2 separate regions of the Sus scrofa genome follow, and region 2 is linked to region 1. The links are chromatin contacts, called in public HiChIP or PLAC-seq maps. All regions are on one chromosome and are shown on one strand. Each heading gives the region's core, a stretch centred on a gene start, on an enhancer-like site or on the middle of the called end of the contact. The rest is flanking DNA. Distances are from core to core; before and after follow the strand shown. Region 1 overlaps LOC102168016 (a long non-coding RNA gene). Region 2 has its middle 640 kb from the start of CASTOR2.

Evidence for each region. HiChIP or PLAC-seq counts read pairs in DNA pulled down with a chosen protein or histone mark.
Region 2: an H3K27ac HiChIP or PLAC-seq map of skeletal muscle shows a contact between it and region 1, with 3 times the contacts expected there. The contact joins two enhancer-like sites. A contact is called at or near these places in 1 of 47 Hi-C or Micro-C datasets (heart right ventricle) and 1 of 2 datasets of contacts at active chromatin or transcription factors (skeletal muscle).

The regions. Positions count from the first base shown.
Region 1 is chr3:12,103,563-12,110,921 of Sscrofa11.1, forward strand. The region is part of intron 3 of LOC102168016 (a long non-coding RNA gene); the gene reads left to right. Among named protein-coding and RNA genes, the nearest start is that of CASTOR2, 67 kb to the left of the region's middle. Within about 2 kb of position 4,834, at least 9 of the 83 cell types and tissues checked have an H3K27ac peak or open chromatin away from gene starts, as enhancers often do. A contact at or near this core is called in skeletal muscle, where this site is marked.
Region 2 is chr3:12,674,743-12,682,101 of Sscrofa11.1, forward strand. No RefSeq gene overlaps it. Among named protein-coding and RNA genes, the nearest start is that of CASTOR2, 640 kb to the left of the region's middle. Within about 2 kb of position 4,414, at least 10 of the 83 cell types and tissues checked have an H3K27ac peak or open chromatin away from gene starts, as enhancers often do. A contact at or near this core is called in skeletal muscle, where this site is marked.

The sequences.
Region 1 (7,359 bases), core at 3,584-6,083:
TGTGGCCCTTCCTTTGCCTCGAGCACTGCGGCCCGTGGCTCCTCTGTAGTTGCTTTCAGACAGTGTGCAGCATGGTTTGAAAACCACTAAGGAGACCCAACTTGCTCACTGTCTGGGGAGCTCACACCGGGGGCAGCCTCATGGCTGAAACCTCTCATTTCCTCTGCTCTCCCACCTTCCTCCCATGCCCTTCCTCTTTCTGGAAGTCTTGGTTGAAATGTCACTTCCTCAGGGAAGCCCCTCAGGTCTCCCCGACCAGATACCCCCTCGTGGCTCCCTGGATGTTTTCAAACTTCCCAGTGGTGAAGTTATGCAAACCTTGGCATCAAGGCTGGTTCATGTTTCCTCGCTGGTTCTGGTCTTGGTCCTGACTGTCTTCTCCACCGATGGGGACCCCGCAGAGGCTCAGAGAAGGTGAGAAGCAGGGATAGACTAGCTCCCCGTGTGGCCCCTTTCCGTGGACTGGGCATCGCTGGTGCTGGAAATGAAGCATGTTGGTATGAGGGGGTCACCCCCCCACTCCCTCTCAGAGTGGAGGAGAGCGATCCACGCAAAATACAGAAAACTGCCAATTCATTCCTGGTTTCAACAGTCCAATCCAGAGACAGAAAGGGCAGGGCTGGTTGCCCAGGGCTGGGGAGAGGAATGGTAGCTCATGTTTAATGGGGACGGAGTTTCAGCTGGGGACAATGAAACATTCTGGCGATGGATGGTGGAGATGGTTGACGGTGTACTGAGTGCCACTGAACTATGCACTTAAAAAGGGTTAAGATGGTAAATTGTATGTCATGAGCGTTTTGCCACAGTTAAAAAATCCCCTGTATCTAAATAAAACTTCTTCTGCAGAACCCACCAGTCAATCAATCGATGCTTTCAAAACCATTCATTGAAAAAAAATTCCCAGTTTCTGACAATGCTAAGAGAAACGTTAAGAAAGTTCCAAGCCAGTCGAAGATGAAGAACCAAGTCCTTATCTGACCCGAGTCCCTCGATTCAGCTGGAGGGCGTGGTGCCTGCAGGGAGATGTGTTTCTGGGGGGTGGGGCGGGGGCCCTGGGAGGCTTCAGGGGAGCTGGTCTTCCAGCTGCAGTTGCAGAGAAGGTGGTGGAAGTCTGGACAGAGGGGTGTGTAGGCCTCCTGGGCCCTAAGCAAGGCTTCTGAGGGGTCCCTGCCGGGGGAAATTCTATGAACCAGAGGTTGGTTTATCTTATTTAACTAGTCCCTCTGCCCCTGGGCAGGGCCACATTTCAGCGGGAGGCCCCTAGGGCTCACGGGGGCAGGCGTCCAGGGCTGAGGTCCCCTCTGCAAGGCAGGATCCCTGATGCTCTGGGAAGACAGCTGACCTCAAGGAGGGGGTGGGCCCACCGGCCTAGCCGGGTGCCCAGGGGGGCGGAGGACCTGGGAGAGTCCAGGCCGATGGGCACTGTAGGCCTGAGCAGGAGCGCTCGTGACAGCCACCAGGTGTCTCCCTTGCTTCGTGTAAGATGTTTGCAGGCTCCTGTGCACAGGCCTGTCTGCAGCCAGAGGAGGCCCCAGCATGCATGGACTTTGGTGGTTGGTGGTGCGGCAGGAACGAGGGCTTGGCTGGCTCTCTTTTTAGCTGGGCAGCCACACACCTGGCGGTGCCCCTACCCCTGCCAGGGACCCTGAGCTGGGCAGCTCCTGCTGCTTCCCACCTGGCCCTGTTTTGGCTGGTAGTCTGGGCAGCTGGCCCTGCCACCCTTGCTTCAGTGCCCATGGCCAGCATACGGGGGAGGATTAAAGGGGATTGCACGGGCGGACTGCAGAGCACAGGCCTGGCACATGTCAAGGCTCAGGTCCTGGTCGTCAAGGGAACAATGAGCATTTGGGATCCCAAAGCACAGGGGGCCAGAGTGACACGTCCTGCCTCAGCTCGGAGTGTGTGCTTTGGAAGGCACAGGTCTTTATGGCACATCCACGGTCCAAAGAATAAGTGCCCCACTCTGCAGGGGCGTTGCTGTGTGGCGGGTGGAGGGAAGGGCGGTGGTTCTTTGGTCTGTGTGCTCCTGGATGGGGCCCCTCCAGAGCCCTCCTCCCGCTGCCTGCCCTCGTCATGAAGGCTCAGCTCCCAGGTCTGGATTCCAGGGCTCGAGGAGCCGGTGGGGAGGATGTCGGAGACCCAGGCCCTTCCCGTTCCTCCTGTGTCTCCACCCCGCCCCCACCCCAGCAGACCAGCTTGGAAGGGTAGATGGGGAGGTGGTGTCTGTTTCTTTCTGTTCTAGAAAGACTCGCTATCTGTCTGCCCCACTCTGCCAGAACAGCCTAGCAGCCCTGAGTCTGCCTGTGTATTCAGCCCTTGAGGGCCTACTGTGTGCCAGGCACCCTTCTAGGTGTTGGTAGCCCAGCAGTAAACAGGACGGACACAGGATCAGCTCCTAAGGAGTTTGTAGCCGGGAGGAGAGCCGACGTTAAACAGTAGACCGATAAATGCACCAGTGTATTCAGTGTCTTTCACATGGTGACGGCACATTCCTTCTAAACTACTGAGGCTGATGGGGTCTCATGGTCATAGGTTCACACTGTGTGTAAGCAGATGTTCCTGGAGGGACCTTGCAGGGCCACCATTCCAGCCTGAGGACACCAGGGCTCCTCACAGGCAGGTGTCCGGGCTGAGATCCGCCTGCAGAGGGCCTGGTTCCCTCACGCCTGCAGGACCTCAGAGCCTCGTTTTGAGACGGCTGGCCTCCAGAAATCCTTTGCCTCCCACAGTGAGGCCTCAGTGCTCCTGGGTGACCTCCTTTCCTTCCAGAAAGCAGCTCTGTGGGTGAGACTGTCCCTTCTGGCTACGACGTGGAGATGCCTGGAGAACAGGGTATGGGTTCTGATCCGTGTCACTTCCACCTAGGCAAGGACCCTGGCGGCCAGGTTTGCTCTGGGTGACTTGCCAGCCCCAGTGGGGGGCCCACCCTCTCAGCTGGCTTTGTGGTGGGACTTCTGCATAGGCAGGTTTGCTCAGGCCGGTGCCTGTGTCTGGACAGCTGCTGCTGTCCCTGTGTGGCCCCTTCCCTCTCAGGTGTGTCCCTGTTTGGGTGATAACTCAGTCATCACTTGCTTCGAGGGAATCTTTGACTTGGATGGCTCTTCCTTTCTGAGGGCAGAACCTTCCCCTTGTCCCTGGAAAATGGTTTGGAAATGCTTTCCCTTGGCCTGGAGATGAGCAGGAGAAAAATGGGCAAAACACATTGTATGCGAGGAAGTGCCAAGTTCTTCCTCTTCTCTTGAGGTGTGACAGCCGTGACCCTGATAACACTAAGGACACGATCTTGGCCCAGGCTCTGTGCAGGGCACTGAGGACAGGGTCCCTGTCCTCGGTGGGGCCCTCAGCCTGGAAGAGGGTCTCATGGTCCTGCAGGGACCCAGAGAAGCCAGCGGTCACCAAATAACATGCTGAGACAGTGCATGCTCAGGGCTATGGGGACCCAGGGGGAGAGCAGCCGGCTCATACTGGGGACGGGAAGGCTTTCTAGAGGCAGAGGGGACATTCCTGGAGGAGGACACTGCCTGTGCAAGAGCCTGGTGGTGACAGCAGTGACTCAGGACTGTGGGTGTCGATTGCAGTGGGGATGGGGGAGATGCCCTGAGGAGGGGACCAGGGCTCCACGTGCTGGGTGGGGATTCTGCCCTTTCCCTGGAAAGTTGTGGGTCAGGAGGGGACACGCACTGTCCTTCCTTCCAGGTGTCACGTGTGTGGGGCTGGAGAAGGTCTGGCTCTCCAGTATCCTGTGCCACGTGGCAAGAGGGAGCCCCTGTGAGGAGGCAAGAGGGGAGTGGGGCTGCTGAGACACAGGGGATGGTGCCCCTTGAAGGTGGTCTCAGGCCATGCGGAGGGTCACTGCTGGGGCAGGAATGGCGCCGAGGGGCAACTGAGACTTGGCGAAGATTCGGCACATAGCGGTGTCTCCCACACAAGGCATTCAGGACCCTGTGTGTGCCAGAGACACAGTGCCAGGCCGCTGAGCCACTGGCAGGAGAAGCTGAATGTGGGGTCATCCCATCCCCGAGGGGATGCTCCCCTGGGGCAGCCGGGTGACCCCGGGAGGGCGCTGAGCTGTGGGTCACATGACCCAGCTTTAGGCTTGGGCTCAGCTTCCCTGCCCGTCTCTTGGGTTCAGCACTGCCTTCTCCAGAATCGGTTTTTATCCTTCGTCGTGAACAACTCTTGCTTTTTTTCCCCATGATGCGAGAAACTGGGATAGTTTCTGGGCTTTTCTGCTGAGGTGGGAGCAGGCTGGGGGGGAAGCCGGTCCTGGAAAAGAGGGGTGTAAAGGCAGCACAGGGCCAAGTTCCTGAGCATCCTGGTTCTGCGGGCTCCCTGGAGTGTTCGGGGCCAGGGAGCAGGAGGGCTGGAAGGGACTTATCCAACCCTCCCATTTTACAGAAGAGAAACCAAGGCCTGGAGGTGGGTGCAAACTGCCCACGTCAGGACTCCACCTCCTTGAGTCTCCCTCCGTCCCTGCTTCTGTGAGGCTGTCAGGCTCGGGGCTGGGATATCCTGGGAGGAGGGGAAGGGTGAGGGATTTACTGGGAGCAGGGGAGGGGTGAGGGATATACTGGGAGCAGGGGAAGGGTGAGGTGGGCCCCCCGATTGGAAGAAGCTTCTGGAAGTCCTCTGAAGTCTGGTATCCTGGGTGTGGGGGAGGCCCCAGGCCGGTGGGGCTGCAGGGAGACACAGCCTGCCAGGCTGCAGACAGTGCACCGCAGGCCTCTGAGCCTGTTTCCTCAGCTGTAAAAGGAGCCAGTTGGCCTGGACAATAGCAAAGGCCCTCCTCCTCCTGTTCCAGAATCGCAGTCCACTCTGGAGTAAAGGAGCCCCCTTTCTGTTGGCTCGTCCGCTGCTCACATCTGCACACCAGCTGGAAGGGATCTGAACCTATCTGGGACTCTCTCCCACCAGCGCTGTTTATTTTTGGACCTATTTCCAGCTAAGGATTCCGTGGGCCAATGAGAATGGCTTCTGGCGCGGTGTAGCCGTGACCTATGTATATTTTCTGTGCGCGTCTTCCAGGGCTCGATCGGGTTTCCACATTGCCTGAGCTCTTCATGTGAATTTGGGCAGATCAGTTAGTAATTAGTATCTTTAGTAATTAGTACTTTCCAGGGTCTTTGTGGATGGATGGTCCACCTCCTGGGAGGGCATCAAAGGGGAAGGGCGTGTGGGTGATGTGTGTATGCAGTGTGCATGTGTGTGTGGCGTGTGCATGCACGTGTACGTGTGTGTGTGTGTATGCCCTGTGCATGTGTGAACACAGGCACAGGCATATGTGTGTGTGAGACAGAGGTGGGGCGGGCCTTCTGGAAGAGCGTGGGAGGGCACCTGCAAACTCAGTAAGTCCCCAGGCAGATTCTGTTATTTGCAACCAGTCCCTCGGGGGCTTCATGGGTTTGGAGGGGAGGGAAGCTGGCTCTGTGGGAAAGATGGAGCTGGGCACTTGGAAGGCACTTGACATTTCCTTAGGGGTTTAGGAGCTTTCGCTTGTCTGGGATGAGTGGAACACCATCTCCTGGCTCCCAGTTAGACAGCGCAGAAGGCCTGGGTTCCAGATCTTTCTCAGTAGTCCCCAGCCCTGTCCATACCTGGCTGGTGTGGAGTGTGGAGGGCAGGAGCCCATAAGTGCAGAGACTGGTGCAAAAGGGGCTTCTGGAGGCTGCTAGAGCCTAGCATTTCACACCAGCAAGACTAGGAGAGCCCGGCCTGCCAGAGGCAAGCCTGTAGCATGCCGCTTGGATAATGCAAACATGATGGTGTGGCAAACAGGTTACAGCTAAATCAGTTTGCTGCAGACCTGATCTGCAAGACACTTGTGATTATAAATGTTAATACGCTCACTCGGGGTGATTAATTTTGCAGCGACTGATTCTCACCAGCGTACTTCCTTCTATCGCTAATGTGACATTTGCGAGCTCCATACTTTCATTACCTCTTCTTGCAACTATCTGTTCTGAGAACATGGGAAATGGTTTCTCAGAAGTCGTCTCCATAAACAGGGCAGGCAAGAGGTCGGAACTCAAGAGCTGCTGTTGCTTCCACGCGCCTGCGGGAGGGGGGGAGTTGGCAGTTCCTCCAGATGGCCCAGAGCCTGCCTTGGAGCTGCCTGCCCCTGGGTAAGCCCAGGGCCTGTCATGCACTGTCTGATCGTGGTTCAATGCTGTAGCCTATGCTTTTGGGCCTATAAAATAGATCTAACCCCAAGTCTTCTGTTATGTTTGTGGAATAGGCCTTGTGAAGAGCAAAGGAATTAGTGGCTGAAAAGAGAAGGGCTTAGTTTAGTGCCATCTCATGGTGAAGGCTCCGTGCAGGCTGGCTGCTATTCTTAGCTCCTCCTTAGTTACTGGTTTACATGGTCCCCATCTTCTTCCAAAAATGTCTGAGGCAGTTGGGAGTTCCCACTGTGGCTCAGTGGGTTAAGAACCTGACTAGTATCCATGAGGATGTGGGTTTGATTCCTGGCCTTGCTCAATGGCTTAAAGCCTGCGGCGTTGCCAAGAGCTGCAGTTTAGGTCACTGATGGGGCTTAGATCTGGCGTTGCTGTGGCTGTGGCAGCCAGCAGCTGCAGCTCCAATTTGACCCCTGACCTGGGAACTTCCATATGCCACACCTGCATCCCTAAAAACCTAAAACAAAAAACGAAAAAAACCAACAACTCCAACAAAACAAACGAAAATGTCCGAGGCAGCTTAGAAAACAAAAACAACCCACTAAAATAAAATTAAAGAGAAGAATGAATCAGGATAAAGAGAGAATAAAAGGAGAAGAGAAAGAGTGAGAATGAAAATTATAATTGGCAGGGGTACAAACTATAAAGTTGGATAGTTTTACTAAGGTGGGAGCCAAGGGCAGGCACTGCTAACTGGCCCTAAGTGTCCTAGTGGCCAAAGCAAGGAAGAAACACTGCCAGGTGTGCTTGGCTGTTGGTCAAAAGGACTTCAGTGCCTGTGTGAGGACACTTAGCAGAAAGTAGAGTGAAAGTTTGGCCCCTGGACCGGAAGTGGTGACTGGTGGAGGCCCAGCCCCAGGGGACAACGGAAACTGGGTAGGGTGTTTCAGCTTGATGATTTGAGATTTAGCCAAACCCAGTGTGTATTCTCTGCTGGTTTCACCTCTCAGGCTTCAGTTTGTTCCCAGATGCCGCTCTTCAGTCCTGAGCCTGCTCACCTTTGGATTGATTCCTTTGAACCTCGGTTGGGCTGGTTCAAGGAGAGGGGTTTAAAGATATCCTCCTACCCATCTGCAGGGAAGGTGCCATCATTTGGTGATACCCCAAGTCCTTTAGTTTTTTATTGAATTAAAAAAAATTAAAGTATAGGTGATTTACAGTGTTGTGTAATTTTCACTGGATT
Region 2 (7,359 bases), core at 3,164-5,663, 570 kb after region 1:
CATTCTAGTCTTCGAATCAATCTGTGTTTGTAACTTTGAGATATTTTATTGTCTAAGAGCAAGCAGAGAAAACAAGGGCTTGCCAGCTAGGAGAATCTACAGAGGGTAATAAGGTTCCCTAGCGAAATAAAATGTCAAGGGACAGTGGGAGAGAGAATAAAGTTGTCACCATGTGATCACAGTTCACATGGCTACGAACAAGAAAGAGGAGGGGAGATCCCATCGTGGCGCAGTGGTTAACGAATCCGAACCATGAGGTTGCGGGTTCGATCCCTGCCCTTGCTCAGTGGGTTAAGGATCCAGCATTGCCGTGAGCTGTGTGTAGGTTGCACACGCGGCTTGGATCCCACGTTGCTGTGGCTCTGGTGTAGGCTGGCAGCTACAGCTCCAATTAGACCCCTAGCCTGGGAACCTCCATATGCCACGGAGCGGCCCAAGAAATAGCAAAAAGACAAAACAAACAAACAAACAAAAACAAAACAAAACAAAACAAAAAAAGTTAAAAAAAAAAAAAAAGAAAGAGGAGGAACTGGGAGGGAGGTGATGGTAGAAACCTACACGTTATGAAGGTGCTTCCTGAACTGCCTTCTAGGAAGACTGGATTGTTTTCTGTATTATATACAAAAAGAAAACCAAGGCAATGAACTTGTGTCCATACCGGAACTAGAACTTGGGAAAGAAGGCAGAAGATCCATCACAGCGCTCTCGAAAGACAGATTCACGGAACGAAATTGTCCCAAGAAGGAGGTGACATTCAGGTCCCAATTCCCCACATACAGATGCTCCTCTTTCTAAGGGTACAGACCTAGACTGTTCTCATCCAACTTGCAGTACCGAATCAAATGAGCACCTGTATTCAACTTTCCTGGGAGGCCCTGGGGGTCCTACTGAAAGCAGAGAAGTCAAGCCCAATAATGTTTGCGAGGAGTTCCACTTTGGGCGAATGTGCACAGGAAACTTTGGACGTGGTTATGGATCACTGTCAGGATGTTTTCTGCATGCTAGAAGTTTGACTTCTGGAAAAACAGATGGAAAAGACATGAACACTATCAAATCTTAGGGAGTGGAAAGCATCCCTGAGGGGAGACTGATTTTGGAAGTCTCTGCTAAGGACAGGAAAGTTAAAATAAGTGTCCTCCTTGACTCCTTGCCCAGAAACAATGTCATCCTATGATCTCATTGGGGGCGAAGATGCAACTTAAGCTGGAACACAGGTCAATGGTATTGATTGGAAACAGTGACAATGGCCATTTTTACAGAGAAGCAGTGTGTGGTCAGCCGAATCCCTGGGGGCTGCCCTTCAGAATGGCAGGGTGGGTGGACAGACCAGTGGGACATGGCACGATGCCCCAGAACTAAGCGTTCCTTCTTGGGAGTCTCTCCTGTGCCAAGTGTGGCCAGGTATGGCCCCTGATCCCACTGGCCTCGCTATGTTTGGGGCGACTCTGGATGCCATCTTTTACGAAGTGGTTTTGTGAACTTAAAAAGACAGTGCCGTCAGAATCCTACAGACTAGGTTCAAATCGTGCCTCTGCCGTAGGCTCTATGACCCAGCTGGATCACCTAATGATGCTCACTTCTCTGCTCTAACCCCTGAAAAACTTGTTCTGAGGATTAAAGAACGCTTTGGAGGTGAAAACCTTTTGCACAATGCCATAGACGATGCTTGATCTTTATGTCTGTCTTTATAATAAAACAATAACTCTGCAAGTTCGCTACTAAGACAACCCAGTTGTAAAGTAATGATTCTTGACTAGGACTCAGTGCCGTGGCTGATGGACACTCAATCCCCAAATGACTTGAAGTCCAGGAAGTATAAAATTGGTAACACTGAATGCATCTGCAATGAGAAAATTTAATATTCAGCCCATTTCAGAAGGCTGGCCCGATCCTATTTTTATTTGCATTTTATTTGAAGAACGGTTTTTGGAAGTTCTGTCTGTTCTGCTCCCTTTTGCCTGGCAGCCAGCCTACTTAAACATTTGTCTTTTTTTTTTTTTTTTTTCCCTCCATTTTCTTTTTCCTGTTAAAAGGTTTGTTGAGTGAGCCACTGAAATTTTGAAGGCAGCACTGGAAACGCCTGACTGGGCCGAGCCCAGCTTTACTAACAGAGGGTATTAAAAAGATAAATTGTTGTGGACTGGAAGAGATAAAATTATATGTGAGTATAAAGGGAGAGTGGCCAGTGGAAGATATTTGAAGGCTTCCCGCGGAGCCAGAGCTTTCCAGGGCACCTGGAGTAGCTCACACAACACACAGGCTCTCCATCCATTGGGGAGAGCCCCTTTTTCTCTCTTTCCCTGCAGTTCCCTAAAAATGCTCCTTGTGTAATGGCTTAACTCCCCTCTGCCAAGAGCTCTCCCTCGAAGCAAATACTCCCTGAAACACCTGCCAACTCCCACCTCCAGACTCAGGGTCATGGTTTTGAGTCCCTCTTGCCCTGATCTCTCTCCCTGGGAGACGCGGTTTCCGCATCCCTCTTCCTCTGTGTTTGATGCGGACGCCCAGCTGTGTCAACGCAGCTGGGTTTCCCTTCGGCGCCTATGGCTCCTCTGTTCACGCCTGTGGTGCCTTTGAGCCACAGCCCCCGCCTGGACCTGTTTAGACAACAACCCCTCTCTTCCAAAAGTGAGAAGCAGTTATTTCTCTTTATCCCATTTCATACCAACAATATTTCATGACCGCAGCTATGTCCCAGACTCTATTAAAAGGTTTACATTTGTTACCTCACTGAAACCAGGAGCTAGCAAACTGTTTCCCTAAAGGGCCAAATTGTAACTCTTTCAGGTTTCAGGTACTCTGTCCCAGCTACGGTGCCCTGCTCCTGCAGCATAAAAATAACCGTAGGCAATATGTAAATAGGTGAGCCTGGCTGGGTTCCAATAAAACTATTCAGACAAACAGGCTGAGCTTGACCCACTCTTAACAACCCTTTGAAGTGAGTATATTATTCATATTCATTTTACAGAGGAGGACGTGAAGCATAGAAAAATGAGTAAGCAGCTTTCCAAAGATCCTACAGATTTGGAAGTGGCAGTACAGGGTGTGTTCAATTCTAGGGCCAGTGTAGACACCACGTGGAAATGAAGACAAGTGCCTAAGGGGGAGAGAGATGGAAGAAGGGCGCTTTCCCCAGAGAGCTGCCCCATTTTCATTATTGCAAGCTTCCCCCTAGGCTCCCATCAGCTCCACACTGGCAATGGACTTTTCCTTGTGGGTTGGGGTTCTTCTTTAGGGCTGCAGTGGCTCTTGTTTGTCTGCCATGGATGTCAGGCAGGCGAGTCAACTGTCATTAATTCTTCTCGAGTAGAATGCACTTTCCAGAAGATTTCAGGATAAGAACAACAGTGGTTTCTTACTTTGCCAGGAATTTCAGTCTTGATTTTCTGTAAATGCATTAATGGCATTTGCCCATTTAACAATTACAGCATTGCATGGGTGTGTGTGTGTGTGTGTGTGTGTGTGTGTGTGTGTGATGCCAGACTTTGAACCAAGTCCTGAAAATATACCATAAGACAGTAAAAGGGACAGAGAGGTGACATCTAGACCTGTGTGTGATTGACTACATTTTGCTTAGGTTTACAAACTTCATTTAGTCTTTGTGTTATTCTGATTGATGCTCACAACCTGAGCTAAGTATCATTCATTCCATCTTTTGTTTTGTTTTCTTTTCTTTTTAGGGCCACATGGAAATTACAGAGCTAGGGGTTGAATCGGAGCTGCAGCTGTAGGCCTACACCACAGCCATAACCATGCAGGATCTGAGCTGCATCTGTGACCTACGCTGTAGCTTGCAGCCACGCTGGATCCTTAACCCACTGAGTGAAGTCAGGGATCGAACCTGTATCCTCACAGACCCTATGTCAGGTTCTTAATCTGCTGAGCCCCAACAGGAACTCCCATTCATTCCATCCTTACAGTAAAAAAAGCTCAGGCTGGGAGTTGCAAAGATGTGCAGACAGCCTCACAGTGACAGTTGGGTGGTCCAGTTGAGTCTTGGGCTGGGGCCCTCTGACCTCTGATTTGGTGCCCTTTCGGCCACACCTTGCTGCTCTGCCATCCCAGAGCTATGCTCTGCACTGTTCCTTACACCTTTCCCTCCTGCACCTCCAGCTGTCAGCATCTCTGTCTGAACTTTATGTAACCTGGCTCCTTTCCAGGCCCTCTGGCAGCTGTCCCAGTCCTCATTTTCTATCTACCCAGCATCTCCCAAGTTCCCCTCTGAAGCTCTTATCCTTCTTTGGCAGCCAAATGCCCTCTATTTTATTTTCTCCCTAGGGCACACTCATAGGATGGAGAAAAGCCGAGAGATTGTTCACTTTCTTAACAGGAGCTGCTTTCAATTCAGCCACAGCTGCTACACATTTCAGAAGTGAGATGGATCCCAAGACAGATGGTTCAGCAGTGACTATTTTAAGCCCCAGAGTCACAAGAACAGATCCAAAATAACTCCATCCAGCAGGGGTCAAATGCAGAGCAGACCTGCTGGCTTTAGAGAAAGTGTGACCCCAGCTCTTTGGAGTCATTGAGTGAGTCAGCATTGGTGTTATCTAGTTAGTAAGACTTCTTCTGTACAGCTTCTAAGACTGCTGTTTCGGGACTGACTGGGCCCTGTGTTCAGCTGCTGCTCTCAAAAAAAAATCTTCCTCTGATGGCTTCAAAACTCTAATTTGAATATGTATGACAACTACTAAGATTTATACCAGGGAAAACTGCAATCCCCTGTGTATGTCAGCTAATTGCAACAGTAACGCTGTGTAAGAAATTACCTCAGAACTTTGCGGCTTAAAGCAACCCTCATTTATTCACTTTCCTGTGCCTGGGCTTGGCCGGGGGTCAGCTGATCTAGACTCAATGGGTTGATCTTGGCTCTGAGCTGTGGATTTGCTCAGGCTGCTCCACCGAGCTCTCATCCTTGTTGGGCCTGTTCAGAGCATGTTCTCATGGCAATAAGAGAAAGGCAAGAGGGAAAGTCTGACTACACATTCATCTTCAAGACTTTGTTTTTGTGTCTGTTAAAATCATATGGACCAAAGTAATTTACGTGAGCAAGCCCAGTCATATGCTGTGATGGCTCATTATCCTTTCCCCTCTAGGGAGGAATCAGGGCCATGGCAGATGGCCTGACTTCTCCCTTTGGAATGACCCTGAACTATCACTGCACTTTTTTTGTAACTTGGTTTTCTGCCTTCTGTCCACTAAGTGGGCTGCTTGATGCTGTTAAATTCTTCAAGCTGACTCCTCAAAGAGTTTTAATAGATTTGGGAAGTCTGGAGATACAGATAGGATGTGTGAGCAGAGGGTATTTTAAGGACCTGAACCCCTTTATTTGCATACCTCCATTCAGGCATGTAAGAGTGACTTTAGTTTCAATGAGAAGACCAGAGAGGTGGGGGTCACTGGAGATGGCAGCACATGCAAGATGACACTTTTCTGTTTTTAAGGCCAAGAGAGCATGTCTGTGTAGGGACCAGGGATTGAAATATGCACCACAGCAGTGACAAGGCCGGATCCTCAACTCACTGAGCCACCAGGGAAATCCTGCAGGGATTTTAAATACCGAGACCGTGTAACACTGGACAGTGTAGCTGCTATAATTACACAGTGTTCCTCACTTCATATCCCTCTGTCTGGCACACCTGAATCTTGGTGAAAGAAGCATCTGCTTCCAGAATCACTGGGGCAATGATGTGATGCCATCTGTCTTCCAACAGTCTCTACCATGCTGCCCTCCTTAATATGATCATGGCATGTGTCACTATATGATATTATTTGTGTTATTTATTTTTGGCCCAGCTCTGCCACTACTTCTGTGGGCAAGAATTCTGTGTACTTCATTGGGGATTATATCCCCAGAACCTAGACTCTGACAGATGGTATTCATCCAGAAAGAATTCAACGGATACTTGTTGAATAGGTGAATGCAGAGACCTATCCCGCTGAATGGTAGGGAGTGGGTATTCAGTGGATATTAGTTCCTTCCTACCTGCCTTTTTTCTTCTTCTTCCCTTTTTCCATGTATAGATTGATATCCCCACCTAAAACTCAACTTCATGTTGCATGCTTCTAAAACGCATTTTCCAAGGTGCAAGGTAAACATCCCTTTAGCTTTATTAATATTTAGGGTCAAAGGGTAACTTCAGAGGGGAAAAGAGATAAGGTCTTAGAGGCCCAGTTCTTCTGAAATTCAGATGTGAGGGCCCTTTAGCAGCAGGAAGGAGAGAACAGTTAGATATTTAGAAATGATCTTGCTCTCCATTCTCAGAACTATATTGGAAATGGGCAACGAGCATCACCTAGGAATCAGATATTCTACATTCTAGTGTGAAGCTAAGCAGGCCAGCTGTGGTTGCCTGAATCATGGCTTTCCATTTATGTCCACATTTTAATCCCCAGAGCCTCAAAATATGTTAGACTACTCAGCAAGAAAAGGAATTAAGGTTATAAATGGAAGTAGGGTTTCTAATCAGTTGACCTTGAGAAAAGGAGATTAGACTGGATCATCTGAGTGGGCCCCAAGTTCAAATTTCAGTCAGCCCAATTGTTAAGAAATAAAGGTTTAACTTAAATGGAGAGGAAGGGGACCGAAGGGTTGCTGTCAGAGTGATGTTATGGGAAAAAAGTCCACCGGCCATTGCTGGCTTGGAAGATGAAAGGGGCCATCAGCCAAGGAATGTGGGTAGTCTCGAGAAGCTGGAAAAGCCAAGGAAATGGATTCTCCTCTGGACCCTCCAGAAATCAACATATCCCTGCTGCCACCTTGACCTTTGCCTGGTGTGGACTTAATATACTCCATAACTGCAAGGAGATGATTTTGCATTGTTTTCACCCACTATGTTTTTAATGGCTTTGGTTTGTTACAATAGCAATCAGAAACTCATACCCCCATTTACTAATCTGGATTATAGTTTAATCTTTAAAACCAAAGGAGTGGAACGAGATGGCTCCCACAATCTTTCCAGTCTGAATTTCCTCTCAGTAGGAAATCTTCATTTTTGTAAACCATCAAAGAGGCAAATCATGTGATGACTGAAGTGCAGAGTCAAGCTGACCCCCAGCTCCCTTTAAGCTTGTTGGCTCATTGGGAAGGTCATCTATCCCCTTCCCATAGGTGCCATGAGGACTAAGGAGTCAATTATGACTCAATCCATTTTATTTGTTTTCTTCCATCTTTCTTTTAGTCTTTTTTTTTTTTTTTTTTTTTTTAAGGGCTGCACCCATGGCATATGGAGGTTCCCAGGCCAGGGGTCCAATGGGAGCTACAGATGCCAGCCTACACAACAGCCACAGCAATGCAGGATCCAAGCCATATCTGCAACCTACACCATAGCTCATGACAATGCCATATCCTTAACCCAC